2 separate regions of the Rattus norvegicus genome follow, and region 2 is linked to region 1. Evidence: chromatin contacts called from public Hi-C data. All regions are on one chromosome and are shown on one strand. Each heading gives the region's core, a stretch centred on a gene start, on an enhancer-like site or on the middle of the called end of the contact. The rest is flanking DNA. Distances are from core to core; before and after follow the strand shown. Region 1 has its middle 120 kb from the start of Fndc3b. Region 2 has its middle 35 kb from the start of Tmem212.

Region 1 (5,743 bases), core at 2,250-4,749:
TTCTTGCAAAGATAATAATGTCTCGAAAGAGATTATAGACATACAACCAAGGTACCTCAGACCACAACCAGACTATCTCCTGATTATTCCTGTCTTGAATCCAATCTTGTAAAATTGCCTCAGAAGCTGAGCATGGTAGTATACACCTGGTATCCCAGCACTCCTGAGGTGAGAGCAAGAGAATCAGAAGTTTAAGGTTCTCCTTAGCTATAGTGAGTTTGAGTTCAGATGGGGTTATATGAGACCTTGCCTTGTAAATAAATAAGTTAAGCAAACAAACAAACAATGCCAGAGAGATGGCTCAGTGGGTAGGGTACCAGCCACCCAAGTCTAACTACCTGAGCTTAATCCCTGGATAGAGTGATTAACTATGACAGCTGCTCTTGATGGATAAGAACTCTCCTCATGGTAGATTGATGTTAGGTGCTAAGTCTTGGCAGAAGGGATGTCTTACTACTGTTATCTGAGTATGTGCTGTGGATTGGATGTTTTTGTGTCCTCCCCAATCCACATGCTGGAATCCTACTTCATCATGTGATGGTACTGGGCCATGATTGGCATGGAGCTGTGAGTAGGAAGTGCCCTTATTAAAGAGAACTCACAGAGCTTTCTGTTTTTAAACCATATGTACATACGTAATGTATATAAACTTTTTGAGAGCTTCATATGTGCCTACAATGTATTTTCATATTTTCCCACATTCTCTGTGAATACCTTCTCCCAGGTCTAGCTCCCACCTCCAACCCCTCCCACCTTCATGCGGGTTTTTTTTTTTTTTTTGTAACCCACCAAGTCTAATTTGTACTGCCCATATTATACTCATGGGTAGGGGGCCATCCACTGTCTGACCTCCAGGGGCCACACCCTTAAGGAAAGCCGACTTTCCTTCCCTCAGAAGTCATCATCTGCCAATAAGTCTTCAGCTAGAAGTAGGACTCCTGAGCCCCTCCCAATCCATGCTGGAATGTTGACTGGTTTGACTGTGTACAGGCCATGTGCAGGCAAACATGGCTGCCTTGGGTTCCTGAGTTATGCCATGTCTAGAAGACACTGTTCTACTCTAGTCCTCTGTGACCCCTGGCTCATGCACTCTTTCTACTTCCTCTTCCTTGACTGTTCTTAAGCCTTAGGGAAGAATATGTTCTTATATCTGCACCTTCAGCAGTACATAGAACTTCCTTGAGGTTATTCTACTAGGTGAGTGTACAAGAAAAGGATATCACTCTACAACCAGAAGAGGCCCTTGACAGAAGTTGACCATGTTGGGTGTTGGTACTTGATATGGGACTACATCTGTGGAAAATAAATATGTTTTTGTAAGCCCCTAAGTCTATGGTACATTGGTTTGGTTTGGTTTTATTTTGTGTGTGTGTGTGTGTGTGTGTGTGTGTGTGTGTGTGTTCATGCTCATGTGTATTCTTATGTGTGAATGTAGCATGTATGTGCACATGCATGTGGAGACTAGACTAGAACATTGGGCATTAAGATCAGTTGTCCTCCACTGTTCTTTAATCTATTCCTTTGAGACAGAGTCTTTCACTGAATCTAGAGCTTGTGGTTGGCTAGACAAGCTGGTCAGCAAGTTTCAGGGAGCCTCCTGTCTCTACCTCCCAAGCCTGAAATCACAGGCATTCACTGCAGTGCTCCACTTTTTATGGGTGTCAGGATCCAAACTCAGGTCCTCATGGTTGTACAGCAAGCACTATACTGCCTAAGGCACTTCCCTGTCCTTAATTTGTTTGGTTTAGGTTTTTTCTTTGTTTCTAAAAATCTTATTCATGTTTTCAAAATAAAACTTTATCATGTTTACCCCTCATTCCCTTCTCCAACTGACCCCATGTTAATCCCAGCATGGCCCCTCTCAACTCCCTGCCTTTTATTTATTCAGTCATTTGATTTTTTTGTTTGATTGACATATAACCCACCTAGTCAAGGTAGTGCTACCCATATGTGCCTGGCTGGGGCTGTGCCCTGGAGCAAGGGAAACCTTGTAGGAGTCTGTAGGAGCACACAGCACTTCAGGGCTCCCCTCCCCCTCCTTCAGTTCTTACACTTGTCCCAGCCCCTCTTCTGTAGTGTCTCCTCAGCTTTGGGGGTGAGGGTACAGAGACTTTGACCAATTGCAAGCCTCCACATTGATGGCTGCCCTCTGTAAAAACGAACCTCTCTGTCCGATATGAAGCAGTTCGGTTCTGTAGGTAGAAGTCTGAGCATTCAGAGGGCAGTATGAATAGAGCATCAGTGGACATTTCTTAAGTGAGGGAATGACTTGATTGTATCCCCGACAAGGAATAGGCTGGGATGTGCACACCAGTATTAGTCAAATGTGACCTTTAGGTGGGGGGAATGTTCGGGAGATAAGAAGTGAATTTACAAAAAGATCATCAGTTTCCTCTTTCCATAATACATTGTAGCCAGAAAACCAGATGTTCTGCTCTCCTCACGCTGTGTCCTTGGCAAGAGAAAGGCTCTTCCACTATAAAGAAATTCACTGTGATCTTGAGGGTGTCCCTTCAAAGGTGTCATTAAACACAAAGGCTAAGGCTTTTAACAAAAGGCTTTTCCTTTTATTAATATAGGTGGATAAGTAAAAGGCCCAAGATGAGACCAGAAAAAAATGCTCTTTTGAAATGAGCCAGAGGGGCAGAGGGAGAGATGGCCCAGTGGTTAGCACTGGCTGCTCTTCCAGAGGGCTCAGGTTCAATACCTAGAACTGACATGGTGGCTCACAACCATCTCTAACTCCAGTATCAGAAGATCTGGTGACTTCCTCTGGTCTCCGTGGTCACCAGGCACAGTGAGATCAACAGACAAACATGTAAGCAATATACCCATATATAAAAGGTAAACTTAAGGAATAATGGGATGGGGATGTCGATCGATCGTAGAGAGCTTGTCTAGAAGGCACAGTGCCCCAGGATCAACCCCCATAATCCCATCGTCAATATTGCATAAACCAAATGGGATAGCACATACCTATAATCCAAGCCCTTTGGAAGCAGAGGTAGGAAGGTCATTCTAGATTACAAATTAAAAATAAGTTCAGCCTGGGAAATATGATAGCTTGCTTGTAATATGACACGTAAATGACAATCCCCTGGGTAGAAGTTTCAGAATTATTTAGAGTATAAAGTTTCTGGTCTTTAAGGTAGTGGTTATCTATAAACAAGCTTGTCTTCAAAGCTTGAAAGCTAGGAGGTGTGTGTGTGTGTGTGTGTGTGTGTGTGTGTGTGTGTGTGTGTGTAAGAGAGAGAGGGAGAGGGGGAGGGGGAGTGGGGGAGAGGGGGATAGGCAGAGGGGGGGAGAGAGACAGAGAGAGAGAGACAGAGAGAGAGAGACAGAGAGAGAGTGTTTTGACATGACACTTTTAGGGCTTATGCCCAGCATCTGCCTTATTTGCTGAAGCAGAATGCCTTGCTGCTTGCTGCTAATACCCACATGCTAGTCACAGAAACACCATTATGCAAGAATCCGAGGAACGCCGATAAAAAGACAGCCTGGTATTCAAAAATAAACAGAAACCAACTTCTTTTGGTCACAGTAACGTGTACTTTCCACAGCACCTCAGCTAGCCAGTAGATTTCATTTCTATCTGGTTTGTCTTCAGAGCCGGAGAGAAGGAATCCTGGATTTGGCAGGCCCTGCTCCTGAAGCCCACACCCACTGGAGCAACATTATTGGTTCAATCCTTGAGGCCAGTAACACTTGCAGCCCCAGGGAAACCTCAGTTCCAAACTTTTCCATCATCCCACCAGGGAGTTGGTTTTGCAAAAGGCTTTGGCTGTTCCAGGCACTTTCTCTCCCTTTCCTCTCTTAAAGCATACTTTGTAAGGTTGGAGCAGTGTGGAGTCTTTCCCTCTGTCCTCATCCAGATGTTTCTGCTCCTCAGGATGTACACCTGTGAAGCTGGGTCACTGGGGAGAGATGCTTGCACTTTATTTACAGCAAAGAAGAATGTGTTCTTCACATGCAAATGTTTAAAATGGTCACTTTGTTCCCAGGGCTTCATGGCAAGATCTGCTAAGACGGACTCTTCAGGGACACGAAAACAAAATGTTAAGGTCAAAATCATCTAATCATTAAATGTTTCAAAATGCGTGTCCTGGCTCCCTCATACTCTTCTTGGTGCTGAGGGAGAAAAATCTGTTTTAGTTAAGAAAGAAGTAGAGTCGGGGAGGATGGGCAGTTTGCGAAAAAAGAAAAATAAGTAAAAAAGAGGGGTAGTTGGCTTGGTGACAGTGTCCTGAAATTTGAAAGGAAAGTTAATCTGTTGGGCTATGCTTCTCACCAGGCGGGTGATCTCCTTGTTTGGATGATATACACTGACTGATGATGTACACAGTGCGTTTGAGGCAATATTTGAAACAGGGTAGACATTCAGTACAGTTCCTTGGATGAAAGACGTTGACTGACCGAGAAGCCCTCTCAGTGCTGGCTTACACGTTGCCGGGAGATGCTTTGCAGGTTGCTGTGGTAGAGGAAGACAGTAGTCTCACCCAAAGCTGTGCCCTCCCTACCACTGTCCCCTGCCTAGCCTATGTGTCTGCTGCCACAGTAGCGGCGTGATGACTGTAGGAGTAAGCAACTCCAGGCTGGACATGAGTCCTGCCGAAGGGGAGCAATTTTATGCGTGGTGCCATAAATCTAGTCAAAAGCCTACAACTGAAGGGAGTATAGGCCCTAAGGGGACTTCGCTGTTGTTATGCTAGATGGTCATTTTATAAATATGTTTATACTCACAGATTGGTGTTGCTCTGAACTTTACTCATAGAAGTCCCTTTTTTGTGCAATGGGTAGTAATTAATGCAGAAAATCATAAGTGGTTAAAGAGTCAAGTTCAGCAACTGTGAGTGTTGAGTAAATGTGGCGGGTAAGTTACGTACGTTAATCTCCCCCATCCAAAACCCAGGGAACATCGGAGACAAGTGGATAGAAAGTGAGAGCTGGCGGATGAGGAGGAGGTTTTTGAAGTGCTGACTTGTGAATATGACACAGCTGCCACACAGCTCGCACCAGTTGTGATTCCCTGCCTAATCAATATCAAACCAGTCAAAAATTACGGAATGAACGGAGGAACTGTAGGTAGTTAATGGTTGCTGAGAGAGAAAGAGTCACTCTCTTTGGGGATGTGGCTGATAGTAGGTAGTAAGTGCCCCATTGGGTGGTCCCACACCCATGTGCACATCTGGAACGCTGACTGGACTTGGGGAGTTATTTATAACAACAGAGAAAGGAGGACATGAAATTGGGAGGAAGGCAGGGTGGAAAGTTCTAGGGGGGAGCTAGAGAAAGGTGGTGGTAGATAGGTTTAATACCCTATTGTCAACGAGTAAATTTATGTGTGTGTGTGTGTGTGTGTGTGTGTGTGTGTGTGTGTGTATACATCCTACATATGTGTTTTGTCAGCATGCATGTGTGTGCACCATGCACACCATGCTTGGTGCACACAGAGGCCAGAAGAAGCCATTGGATCCCTTAGAACTACAGTTACAGATGCTGTGGGTGCTAAATACCAAATTGAAGTGCTCTGCCAGAGCAGCAACTGGTCTTAACAGCCAAGCCTTCTCTCAGCCTTGTAAAATACTATTCAAAAAAATAATAATTCTTTCTACTCTGAGCTACCAAGCCATACCATACTCTTTTAGAATCAGCCTTAAAATCTCAGTCCTCACAACCCATGCTTTTCTTTCATGTCACTCCAAGTACACTCTTCAAAGTTTTACCTATCACCCATTTCCACAAC
Region 2 (5,743 bases), core at 1,841-4,340, 110 kb before region 1:
CCAAGTCTGACAACCTGACCTCAATCCCTGGGCCCCACATGATGGAAGGAGAGATCCAACTCCCACATGCAGTCTACCTTCTTCCACACGCGTACTGTTTTAACTGCACACTGGCACAGACACAACACATACACACACACACACACATACAACCTTACAAGCAAACAAAAAGCTTTTTGCAGTTAGAAAGAACCTTATACCAAGTTCTCAATAAAGCTCCAAGATCTATGAGGCCATGTTGCTGTAAAATTATAAAAAGTATTGTCTTTTACCCTGCACTAGGTCCGGCGGCACTGCAATGCCCCAAGATATCTGGTAGATATCTTCATCTCAGGCAGCAAAGCCTCTCACCCGCTCTGCTCCATCCCACATCACACTGCCGATGGCTTCTCTCTGAGCTTGGCAACAATCTCTCTACCCGTCCAGTTCCCAAGGCAGGCTTCACCATGCCAGAAACACACATCCAAATTCCGTGGCAGCCCAGTGTCTCCAGCCACCACACACTCTCTTAAACTTAATTTGCCACATGAAAGAACACACAACACAATCACCTCTGATCTAATTGATAAGATATAATTGCCCATCTAGACTCACAAAGGTCTGTACACATCCATCCCTTAAGAACATTCATAACAACCTGTGAATGTACAGAGAAATCTTAACATCTGCCTCCACGTTCTCCCTTTCCTTGATTCAGTCTCCTCCTCACTTTGAAACTTTTCCCCACCCATCCTTCCTTCTCATCCAATGACAGGCCTCGTTCTATCTTGTACCTGCCTTCACCTGTATGACATCATCCTACAGGGCCATTATATGCTCATTCCCAAGAAGGCACTCCATGTGGCTATGGGCTGACTACAGTAGAGATGCCCTTTCTGAGATGGATCAGGAAGGTTCTTCCTGGATTCTCTAGTCATGGCCTTGTGTCTGTGGCTCTCCACCGCTCCTGTGCTGGGTTTGAGTCATTGAGCCACCCTAGCGCCCTCAGCATGTCTGGGAGGCTGTTGAATAGTGAGGTCTCAGGGACTGTCCTGTGAGAGTGCTGCCCATTACAGTCAGAAAACACTGGTGTCCTGTATCAGAAACCCGACAGGGCTTTGACATAAACAGGGAAGCTTCCTCCTCTTCCATTGTAAGACAGACCTCAATTTCCTCATGGTAAAATAGGGGTCACCAGAATTGCTAATTCGGTCTTTCTGAAAGAATCAATGGCATTCTATGCCCACCAGAAAGCCCAGTGCAGCTTGGAGTCTCTAAGCAGCCAGAACTGCGATCAGTTCTGTTGCCCTGATTTCTAGTCCCAGAACTCATTTGATGGGGAGGGAGAGAACATGTCCCAGGGTTCAGCACCAACGTTGTGTTTATAAAAAGATGGGGGGGGGGATTATGTTCTACAGAGGTCTGAGGAAAGGGGGTGCCTCAGTGGGCCCATGCTGAGACATCCCTTCCCCCTGTCACATGACAGTTTAGTATAGAATAGAGTTATTCAGGGCATGGGGAGGAGAGTTTAGAGGGTAGTAGGGCAGAGAAAGGCAGAGGGGAGAGGGAGAGGGAGAGGGAGAGGGAGAGGGAGAGGGAGAGGGAGAGAGAGAGAGAGAGAGAGAGAGAGAGAGAGAGAGAGAGAGAGAAAATAGAGTAGGAGAGGAGAGGAAAGGCCGGCCATGAGCGTGTAGAGAAGGGGGAAAGGGAATAGGGAGAGAGGACAAAGGGGATAGAGGGTAAGAGCAAGAGAGCAAGAGAGAACAAGAGGGAGCAAGAGACAGAGGAGGGGGCAAGCAGCCCCTTTTACAGTGTCAGACATGCCTAACTGTTGCCAGGTAACCGTGGGGTGGAACATACCTGACTGTTGCCAGGTAACTGTGGGGGTGGAGCTTAGACAGAATGCTAACACCTACGACCTCCACACATGCACTGTGGCACGTGCCCGCCTATACGCATCGCACAGATGCACTGTGTAAGTATTAGTTCAAGGGTTTGGACTTCATTCAACACATTCAGTAGATGTCTTCAAACATCAGTCAGTATGGATTCCACTTAATTTGAAAACGGACAAATTCAGGGTAAACATTTTAGACATAACACTTCAGACATAAGACATAAACGCCTTCGTTTTGCAGATGTGGTATCTGTGATTGTGAGAGGCTTCATGACTTCTTCAAGGGCACAGGGCTGAAACATTGCTATCTAACAATCCAGTGCACGGTCTCCCAGGCCCGGGTCCTCAATCAGCACACTGTTATCTGCCCCATAATAGAATGATAAGATTTCTAGCCATGGTCTGGTTATTGCACACGTAGGGGCCCATTAGGATAACGTCCAAGTTAAGAGCATTTGAGCTTTCCCCCTCAGTACAGGGCCCACTGCTTATTCCTGCACCTACATCTTGCTTTAGTATTTATGTCCTACTCTGTGCTGAAATAATTTAAGGTGACCCTCGGATGTTTTACCAACAAGCCACATCTCTGGCTGCTACCACACCCTCTAAGGCCGGGGCAGTCCAGTAGTTGCTTTCTAGAAGTGAGGGGAGAAAATCTGGGGAAACATTTGAGAACCCTGAACAATATCCAGTTTTCGTGGAATTATGTGGAACAGCACAGTAGTATATGCCTTTGGTTAGCCAGAACCCCACTCACAATGTTAATAACCACATTGGGTATCAACACGTTAGAGTTTGCCATTCTAGTCACAAAGAAAAGAACAGGCATTTTACTGTGCCCTTGTCTGGGAGACATAAAAGGGTTAATTCTCCACTGCTGTGTGCCAAAAAAATGTCTAGTTTACAGACTGGAACGAATATGGCACCTTCGTTTTAAACAGCCAATTTCCAGTTTCGTGTGGCTGTTGAGATTCCTAAGCTAGTGACAGGGGCCGGGCAGAATGGGCTGGGTTACTTTGAATGTGGACATATGGGCTGTGGGAAGGAAACTATTTAAGATGGGGCTTAGGGAGAGGGGGAAAAAGTCGCCTTTCCCCAGCTGAGATTTTTCCAAGATGTCGTCATACAAATCTCCAAAACCTCTGCGGAACAGTAGACGGCTCTCATTGGCTGTATGCAAATGATGTGCGAGCACTGGTTTCCTGGCAGAGGAAAACTTACACCAAAGCAAAGATCCAGTCCGAGCCCAGCCCGGCTCTCTACAATCCTAAAAGAACAGTCATTCTTGACAGGACAATTTCAGCCTTTGACATGCCAGGAAGTAATTCCACAATGTCACTCAGTCTGAGGTCTCACCAGTCCTAAGACAAGAAGACACAAATGCAGCGTTTACGGTTTAAGTTTTCGCACAGACTTTAGTACAAAACCTGGAGCAAAAACCGTGGGAGGAGCCCGAATTACATCGAACATTGTCACTAGTAATTAAACCCAGTGTATGGGAAGAAAGGGCTTCTGTCAGGAAATTGCAGGCACAACCTGAAGCTCATTTCTTCCCCCATTTTACAGACAGGGGGCCCTCGCCACGCTCCGGATGTGACACCCAGGTAAGGCTGGGTGGGCGTCATTAACGTACCTCAGAAGTTAGCCCATCCTGGAGGTTCAGAGGCCTTCCTGAGGTTTTCTGACCTATATGTTTCAACGTGTTTCATTTTCTCCAAGAGCAGGCAGACAAGAAAGGTCAGGGGACTTAGGTTAACAGCTGGGAAATGGACTGGGACCCCACAGTATGACATCATTTTTTTTGCAGCTCAATGAAGCAATGACAATTCCATGAAGGAAAAAAAAATCAAAACACTATAAAGTAGCCGGGGCTGCCACAGCAAGTCCCAGAATCTGCAGAGAAAGGACCTGCCTAGCTTAGCCCTTGCCTCTTTGTTAATATCCTCGGACAGGGCACCTCAGAAGAGAGGGTAACAGGGATAGGGAGGGAAGAAGCTAAAAGAGAACACAATGAGAGAGAGTGGGGGAGAGTGGGGGGGAGAGGATGGGAGGGAGGGAGTTGGGAGAGAGAAGGGGAGGGGGAATCTGGGGAACAAACATGAGAGGGCTCCTCCTAGACCTATAATGGGGTTCACTACTATTTATCGACTGTCTTGTGGCTGGTCCAAGGGGAAGAAGGAGGATTAAAACTTGCTTCAGTGTCCAACTGCCAGGCCTGGGGCAGAGCTACATCTCCCCTTTTTGGACTCAGACAACTGTCTTAGGACTCGGTTGTACTGACTTGTCTAGAGATATGTACAGAGAGGCCTATTCACCTGGACAGAGAGGGCAATAGCAGACCAAAGAAACGGAACTGTACCAGTCCCTGGACAACTTGACAGCAACACCGTGGAAGGGTCTCGCCTCCCCAGAAACCCTTCACTAATTATGTAGGCTCTAGGAAGGGTGGGGAGTCAGCTTTGAACTTGTATGGTCCTCTTGAGACTTAGAACTTTGCTGTGAGTTTCTTCAGCTGCCCTACCCCTCCCTCTAGGAAGGGCTGTTTCAAAGCAGCAGGAACAGCTATAAGGGCCTTGTCCTGGGGCGCAGGTTTGAGTGGATGACAAGACTTTCCTAAGTAGCCTGTGAGTATGTGGACACTCCTTGTGGGGTATACCCAGAAACTTAAGTGTGAGAATTTGTCTGGTTATGAAACTTCGGCAAATGGGTCTCCTGAGTGGGAACCCCCAAACATTGACAAAAAAGATGTCCTCAAGGCACCAGCACAGGTCATAGGAGTCTCGCTGGCTTGGTAAGGAGGAACCCTGACCTTGGCTTCGGCCTGTCTCCATGATCTTGTACCATGTGCCCAATTGTGGTGCTGCTCCTACCCTCCCCAGTGGCAGAGCCTGACCTGGATTCCAACCAACTGGTTCAGCACTGAATCAAGGCAAGGATTTAAAGGCTCTGGCCAACCCATTGAGAGGCTGCCTCAGAGTACCCTGCTGCCCCACCTCTGGTAACAAGGTTTGGAGAACTGGCTTCTGTGTTATATACCTCTGTTGCTGGCTGAGTGGCTGCTTCCTATAACCAAGTGTCCGTTCCCTTTGTCATGCCCCAGCAGGGACTACAGGATGGCTTTGAAAGACAGTCTTAGCACTTTCGTCAATTTTCTTTGTTCTCCCCATACAGATCCTCCTGGAAGTTAACAGAAGCCACCAACACTGACTACAGCTAAGCTAGACTATCATAGCTCCTTGACACTTTAATATATATTTCAAAAAAATTGACAATAAATCATTTTTACAACATCACTTCCTAGCCTCCTTGATGGGTGACACACTACAAGGGCTGTCTCAATCATGACAGAACAACTGTCCAGCAACTGAGCAGTACCAGGTGGCCCCTCTAATCTGGGTTTCAGGAAGTTATTCCACAATTCTTGGTGGGAACCATGCAGAGACAGATATGCTCCCCGGGAAATCTCACATAGCTGAGAGGTGTACACATCCTCAGGATGGCTCAAAACTCTAATCCTCTCCCTCCACCTCTCCCTCATTCTCCTGGAGAGGGTTGGTGTCTTCTTTAAATGAGTCACTATCCCCACGATCTATTGAAAACTCTAGCTGTTGTAAGGTCAGGAAGCACAAGAAACAGAACTTTACATAAAACGCCCATAATTACTGAGGTTATTTTTTCCCTGCCAAATTGGCATTCTTAAACTCTCTGGTCACTCCTTTTAAGTCGTTATGGTGTCTACAATTAACTTGATAGGGAAAGGGAATTTATTTTTACACTGGTGAACCTGATCACAAAATCCAGGGCTTGTATATTTACCATCTGAATAACCACTGTGCTTGTTCACACATGTTGAAAGTGTCGTTTGAC

What was found. A called contact is a pair of places that touch in the nucleus more often than the background predicts.
Region 2: a Hi-C map of psoas muscle shows a contact between it and region 1, with 3 times the contacts expected there. The contact joins two enhancer-like sites.

Annotation. Positions count from the first base shown.
Region 1 is chr2:112,594,012-112,599,754 of GRCr8, reverse strand. No RefSeq gene overlaps it. Among named protein-coding and RNA genes, the nearest start is that of Fndc3b, 120 kb to the right of the region's middle. Within about 2 kb of position 3,499, at least 11 of the 93 cell types and tissues checked have an H3K27ac peak or open chromatin away from gene starts, as enhancers often do.
Region 2 is chr2:112,703,973-112,709,715 of GRCr8, reverse strand. It overlaps a transcript of Tmem212 not described here. Among named protein-coding and RNA genes, the nearest start is that of Tmem212, 35 kb to the left of the region's middle. Within about 2 kb of position 3,090, at least 33 of the 93 cell types and tissues checked have an H3K27ac peak or open chromatin away from gene starts, as enhancers often do.